2 separate regions of the Gossypium hirsutum genome follow, and region 2 is linked to region 1. A link is a contact called in public Hi-C data. All regions are on one chromosome and are shown on one strand. Each heading gives the region's core, a stretch centred on a gene start, on an enhancer-like site or on the middle of the called end of the contact. The rest is flanking DNA. Distances are from core to core; before and after follow the strand shown. Region 1 overlaps LOC107891025 (ras-related protein RABE1a). Region 2 holds the start of LOC107891023 (type I inositol polyphosphate 5-phosphatase 8).

Region 1 (3,149 bases), core at 389-2,888:
TGTGGGTGTTTGGAAATTTCACATCTAGATAATTTTTTCTTTGTTCCATGCCCCAAACGTGGTTGCTTGCTCTTTGTTTCCCCTAGAAACTAAAGTTATCTTAGTTTTACCCTTTTGGGCAGGCTATGGTGGCTCTAAGTGCCTACTTTCCTAATACATCTGGATTTTATTGTATTCTGAAATCTTTTCTTGTTGACAGAGAACTAAAGTAATATCTCTTTTTGTGCAGCTTACTACCGTGGAGCCATGGGCATATTGCTTGTGTATGACGTGACTGATGAATCATCTTTCAATAGTAATTACTGAACTTTTTGTCATTTGAACTTTGGACTTTATACACATGATTCATCTTAACCAAATTTTAATATTTAGAAATGTTTTCGACCTAATTTTCTTGTTACTGGAACTTGGGAGTATACTTCTTATCCATTGATTTGAAATTTTAGTCCTTAATTTTCCTATCAACTCGACTAATGTTAATTTTTTCTTAGACATTAGAAACTGGATTCGAAATATTGAACAGCATGCTTCAGACAATGTGAACAAGATTCTGGTGGGTAATAAGGCTGACATGGATGAAAGTAAAAGGGTCTGTTCTTTCCCTCTCGTACTTTGTGCATCTTTATATGCATTTTTGTTTACCCCTTTGTTTACTATATTGGATATTTTTCTTAAGTCTATCGAGGAACTTCTTTTTCAGGCTGTCCCTACCTCAAAGGGCCAAGCTCTTGCTGACGAATATGGCATCAAGTTCTTTGAGACTGTATGTAATTTTTACTGCAGATGCTGTAGTTACTTTTGTAGTTGATATTTCTATATGCTTAAGAGTAACTATATCTTGCAGAGTGCAAAAACAAACTTAAATGTCGAGGAGGTTTTTTTTTCAATAGCCAGGGACATCAAGCAAAGACTTGCTGACACTGACTCAAAGGCTGAGGTATGGATTCTTGTGCTCGAACTATCAACTTTTCTCGTAACATATATGCAGTACTTTTGATCATTGTGCAAATCCTTTTCTTTTACACACGTCTCTTGTGATAACTATTCTAATTAATTTACATATATCGTTATCTTTTTATTAACTTTTTCTGGGTCTTTACAGCCACAGGCAATCAAAATTAACCAACAAGACCAGGGAGTTGGGGCTGCGGCAGCTGCTCAAAAATCATCTTGCTGTGGAGCTTGAACAAACTACATTGCGGATGAGATCTGAAGGGTACATTTTCTTCTCTATGGTGCCATTTTGATCCTGGGAAAACTAATTTGTTACAACTAATTTGTTTATATTCTCCTGCATATCATTATTTTACAGCTGCTACTGTCTGGTGTGAAATGTTATTAGATCTTGGTATTTTGCAATATTAATTATATTAGATTATTTGTTTAAATAACGTGCTTGAAGGCAAATCTGCCTACCATTTTGATGTTCGAAATTTGAAACTAAGAACAGCCCTGGTAAATTGGTGAACCACATGAAATCGTGCCAAGAATTGGAGCATAATTGAATCAATAGATTTGTGAAGTTTATGTCTCCAAAATGAAAGGATCGTGTTCAAGCTAATCCTTTACCTCTCCTCTCATCTGGACTGAGTTAAAACTCAGATTAGGATCGATTGATTTCCCCCTTGAAAAAGTTCCCGTTCGATAGATAGGTAAGAATAAGCCTTAGACCCAAGTAAACTCGCTTAGCCTCGATTGATTTATGACCTTAACCGTGGTTATCCCAAATATACATTGTTAATGATGATGGGATTGAGGAGGATGGTAGGCTCCTTGGCCTAGGTAACATTTAACATTGCAATGACGGGATGGAATGTACTTTGTTATACTGCATTGCCTAATCACCTGGTAATGCTGCTTTATTTTTTTTGGTAGGTAGCATCATTATTTGTTACAACTCACTACTAAGCTTACAAAGACGTATTTCTGATATCACAAACAATTGGGGCATTTGGATGAGTTGTGTTGTCATGTTTATCTTGATTCGTTTCAACTGTTGTATATTTTTATTCCTCAACTTGCTCTATAAAGCTTAACAGAATCAAAATTGATTAGATGGTAATTATTAGCCAATACTGAATAATCACAACCGAGTCAAATTGATGAACAGGCGGTGTCACTATATCCGAATTAATCACAATTAAAATAATGGTTCTGGAGCAACAGGGTATGTCAGGCCGCTTTATTTTTTTCCTCTTTATCTCTGGTTTCCGAGATATCTTTTTCGGCTCCTTTACGAGAAAAGGAAGACTTACTGGAAATTATGAATACCCAACTGAGGGGAATCTCTTTTTAATAGTATGCAATAATGCAATGCAGACAGGGAGCAATGCAGTCTTTTTAATAGTAATGTAATAGACAGGGAATCTCTTTTTAATAGAAAAGTCTTTAAACATTAACTTTTGGGACAGAAAAAATAATAATGCCTGTGTACTTAAAAAAAAAGGAAATTACAATATATTCCATATTTTAATAAAATAAAATCTCTTTGAAAAATAATTTAACGAGGTAGAGGCAGCCATTAAATGTTCCCGACCCTAACCGTGATAAAATTTTGGATAATAAATAGTATAATTTTTAATCCATGTTCAAGATATTCAATGGTACAAAGACCATCCATCCTAATTTCATTAGAAATTTATATTAATTATCCTCTAAAAATTATTACCCAATCAAGATATTAAAAGTGTATTACCTTTAGCATATAAATAGGAAGAAAGAGATAGCATAAAATTCCTCATCCTCGTGAGTTCATCTCCTCAACAAACTTGGCTGTTTTTACAAGTTAATATTATAACAATTGAATTGGAGAGTGAAGTCATAAATCGATAAGATGAAAATGGAGAACCAAGTAGATGGTTCATTAGGAGGCAGGTATAAGCCATTCTTTGCTGCAGTTTTCTTGCAAGTTAGGTTTGCATTAATCCTGGGGATGAGCAATTTACGTACTGGATGTTTACCGCCATGCCATTGCCACCCTTGTTATGACTCTTTTCGCTGCTTTTCTTCACAAGTATATTCTTCTTCTTCTTTCTCTCTTAAAGTCCATTCATGCCCATTTTACCTTTTTAGCAATATACTCCTGTTTTTTGTTTGACAGGAAAATGAGGCCTAAGATGACCATGAGAATCTTCATCCAAACAATCTAC
Region 2 (3,318 bases), core at 592-3,091, 41 kb after region 1:
CAGTACGATTTATAATAGTGCCCAGCTGTAGCAGAGTTAGCAACAATAATATCATTACCTGAGAAATTTTCCGGTACGATCGAGTGATAATCCTGGTCACAGCAACTCTTTCTTCTGTCACCAGTTTCGCCTGTCAAAGAAAAACATGAATTTGCCGTTCTTTGAATCAATAAACCAAATCTATGAATAAAATTTTAAATGAAACACGACGAGATGGGATTTTACCGTTTACGGCGTAATCGGACTGAAACTCGTCAGCTCCACTCGGTATATTCAGCCATTTTCGAGCGATTACTTTAGGCCACGAAGACTAACAGCCAAGAAAAAAACAAAACAGAGTTTAAGATTTTCACTTACCCATTAATCAAAATCCGGCGAAGGATAAATCGGGCAAGAAGAAAAGGCGCATACCTTGGAGTTTTTTCTCATATCTGTTCTCATAGTTGATTGAGCGCCTGAGCCGGGAAATTTTAAAATGAAGATCAGAAACAAGTTGGCGGATTTTTAAATCCAATTGTGGATTAATCAGTTTATTAAATGTGGAGATTTTCCGGGGAAAATTTTATAGTATTGTGAATTAAATAGAGAAAGCGTTTAATATTTATATATATAAAAAGGTCGGCTAATCCGGTATATAAGAGTTGGAAGCAAAAAGGCTTTGGGTATTAATTTATCTATATTTTGAGTGAAAATGGTTAGGAAGGCTCAACTAAATAGAGAAATTCAACGCAATATGAAAGAACTAGTTGCAGGAGAAATGGAGACAGCTTCCAACGAAGAAACGTAGACGGAAAAAGAATAGTTTAAAAAGAAAGAAAACGTAGTATCAATATAATATAAAGGGTGCTAGAGATGGATAATAGGTCAGGTTCATCCTTCTTTTTTGTAAATATTGGGTTTAAAGAAAGGCTTTAAAGCTTTTAGCCGTCTTTGCAGAGAGGATTACAGGGTGGAAAATAGGTGAAACAGATTTTTAAGGATCGGATCGGATCATCAAAGTCTCTGGTAAAATACATCTGGGAAAATTATTTTGGCCTTTTTATTTGGTACGTCTGTACTTGACTATATAAATATTATTGCATGATTCAGAAAGATGAAAAGAAAAAGGGAAAAAGGGAAAAAGGTGGGGGGGGATTGAAAGCTGATTCTCAATTATGAACGCAAGTGGAAAGTGAAGGATGTTTGAAGAATGAATCTGAGTTGTTAGTGAAGGACATGAAGATAGGGGAATGAAAGGAACTTTACAAGAACCTGAAGATAAGGTCATAATCTCATGTTTGGGATGATAGGAAAATTTGAAAAGGGAACTAAATGGCAGAGACAAACGGAGATCCCACAAAGCGGCCGGCCAATGAAACAAAAGGATCTTCAAATGCAAATAAGTGGTTTCTTGAAGCAAGGGTGGTCATTGGGTAATAACTTGATCAAAAGAGATAATAGAGGAACACAATAAACGTGAAACCAAAAACACCATTTAAAATCTAACACCTCCTAACTGAAGTAAATAAGTGCATGCCAAACAAAAAGGGAGAGTAAAAAAAGATGCTAAACCCAGATGAAAAGTTGAGAAATACTTACAATTATGAGGATGCAGAAGTAGACAAAAAGGAAAATGGAGATGGTGAAGTATCAGAGGAAAAAAGGGTGGGTGGGGGAGGGGGTGGGGATTATATTGGAGTATGAAATTGAAAGAGGGTGCCTCTTTTTTCTCAATCTTGGATCCTGATGTATCCTTTTCCGACTGTTTAGCCTTCCCCGAATGCTTTGTTTTGTTTTACAAGGAAAAGCGAGAAGAAATGCAGAGCCAAGTTCTTGGAGGAGTTCCTCGTAAAAGCCAAAAGGGGCGGTTGCTTCTCTAATTTATAAATATAAAGTGCTGGGAAAAAGGGAAAAAAAGAGAGATTAAAATAAATAAATAAAACACCAAGCTATACATTGAAGTCCAAACTACTTCTATGTACGCATCCTCACTTAAATGTTAAGCTTAATGTTTTTAATACTTAATTTTGATAGAAAGTCACCTTGTAACTAGAAAGATATTTTTAATCTAAAATTACTAATATTCCTCTTTAATCCATAATAGAGGGATAATGTACTTTAATGCATTTAAACTCACATCATCCTAAATTAATAATAATGTCATTGTTAATCGAGTTAAGACTCAATTAATTTCTTCTAATAATAATTAAACAATTATATCCAATATATATTTAATATTTAATTTACTTTTAAATCGATAATAAATTTATAATTTAATCCAATGAATTCACATAGTCATCTTTAATTAATAATATTCAATATTTTTTTTTGTGAAAAAACATAACAAAGAAAATACTAAGCCTAGTCTAAAACCCCCTTGTGGGTTGATCAAACAGTTTAATATTACTATTATTGCAACAAGCCATTTTTTGTTTGGTGGTCTGCAACTTCGTTTTCTTCTCTCGAAATATGTTGGATTTGTCACTGTTGTGTTGTAGTCAACAGCTGTTAAATTCGTCTGATCAGAGTAGAATTTGAGTCCCTTGAATAATTATCTCGAATAGCCTGAACTACCTTCATACTATCTATATTAATCAGCACACTGTCATGACCTTGATCCAAGATAAGGGTCAAGTCGTTAAAGATGACCCATAACTCAGCTTCCAAGACCGAACACGTCCCCAAACATTGGTTAAAGCCTAAAATCCACTTCCTGTTCTAATATCGCATAACTCCTCCTGCAATTGCGAAGCATGAATCTGCTTTAACGACTCCATCCGTGTACATCTGGATCCAATTACCTATCAGAGCTAAAGAAAAAATGTTATATACCTCTTACCTTCTTCTAGTTCCCAACCAAAAAAAACCTTTGATGACTTCATTAACGCTCTAAGAGACACCTTGGATCACATAATATCCAATAAATTTAACCATCAAATTTTGATATATATATATATATTAGCTTAATCTATAAAATATATATATACAGTAATTAGAACTAATCCATTTTAAACCATATATAAACTTGTGATTAAGGATTCAGAATTTTGCTGCCATTTTAATTAATTATGTCAGCTGCTTGATTTGTCCAACTTGCAGTCTTGTGTAATTATTATGGTTGACTTTTTTTCTTTTACGAAATTTTATTGTTTTATAATTATTTGGAGTAAATTAAAATTTCCTTAACAAGAAAAAAATATATAAAAAAAACCTTATTCATGCGAGGGTCCCAAGAAATTTCCATAAATTGGATAATGGTTTTATTATTTAGAACAGACAGACCATGTGTTAATTGAAGTTGCTACATTTATTTATTTTATTTATTTGTATTGAAAAAAA

Evidence for each region. Hi-C and Micro-C count contacts between places; a contact is called where the count stands out from the background.
Region 2: a Hi-C map of fibers shows a contact between it and region 1, with 1.8 times the contacts expected there. The contact joins the promoter of LOC107891023 here to the enhancer-like site in region 1. A contact is called at or near these places in 5 of 34 Hi-C or Micro-C datasets (fibers and leaf).

Annotation. Positions count from the first base shown.
Region 1 is chrD09:45,969,498-45,972,646 of Gossypium_hirsutum_v2.1, forward strand. It overlaps LOC107891025 (ras-related protein RABE1a), which reads left to right. Exons shown (of 9, transcript XM_041100966.1): 5 at 230-295; 6 at 492-589; 7 at 701-763; 8 at 845-937. LOC107891026 (a long non-coding RNA gene) reads right to left here. Exons shown (of 2, transcript XR_001682113.2): 2 at 2,679-3,149. Among protein-coding and RNA genes, the nearest start is that of LOC107891025, 3.3 kb to the left of the region's middle. Within about 2 kb of position 1,639, at least 6 of the 9 cell types and tissues checked have an H3K27ac peak or open chromatin away from gene starts, as enhancers often do. A contact at or near this core is called in fibers, where this site is marked.
Region 2 is chrD09:46,010,424-46,013,741 of Gossypium_hirsutum_v2.1, forward strand. It overlaps LOC107891023 (type I inositol polyphosphate 5-phosphatase 8), which reads right to left and starts at 1,842. Exons shown (of 11, transcript XM_016815653.2): 1 at 1,579-1,842; 2 at 412-455; 3 at 226-310; 4 at 59-130. The coding sequence starts at 441.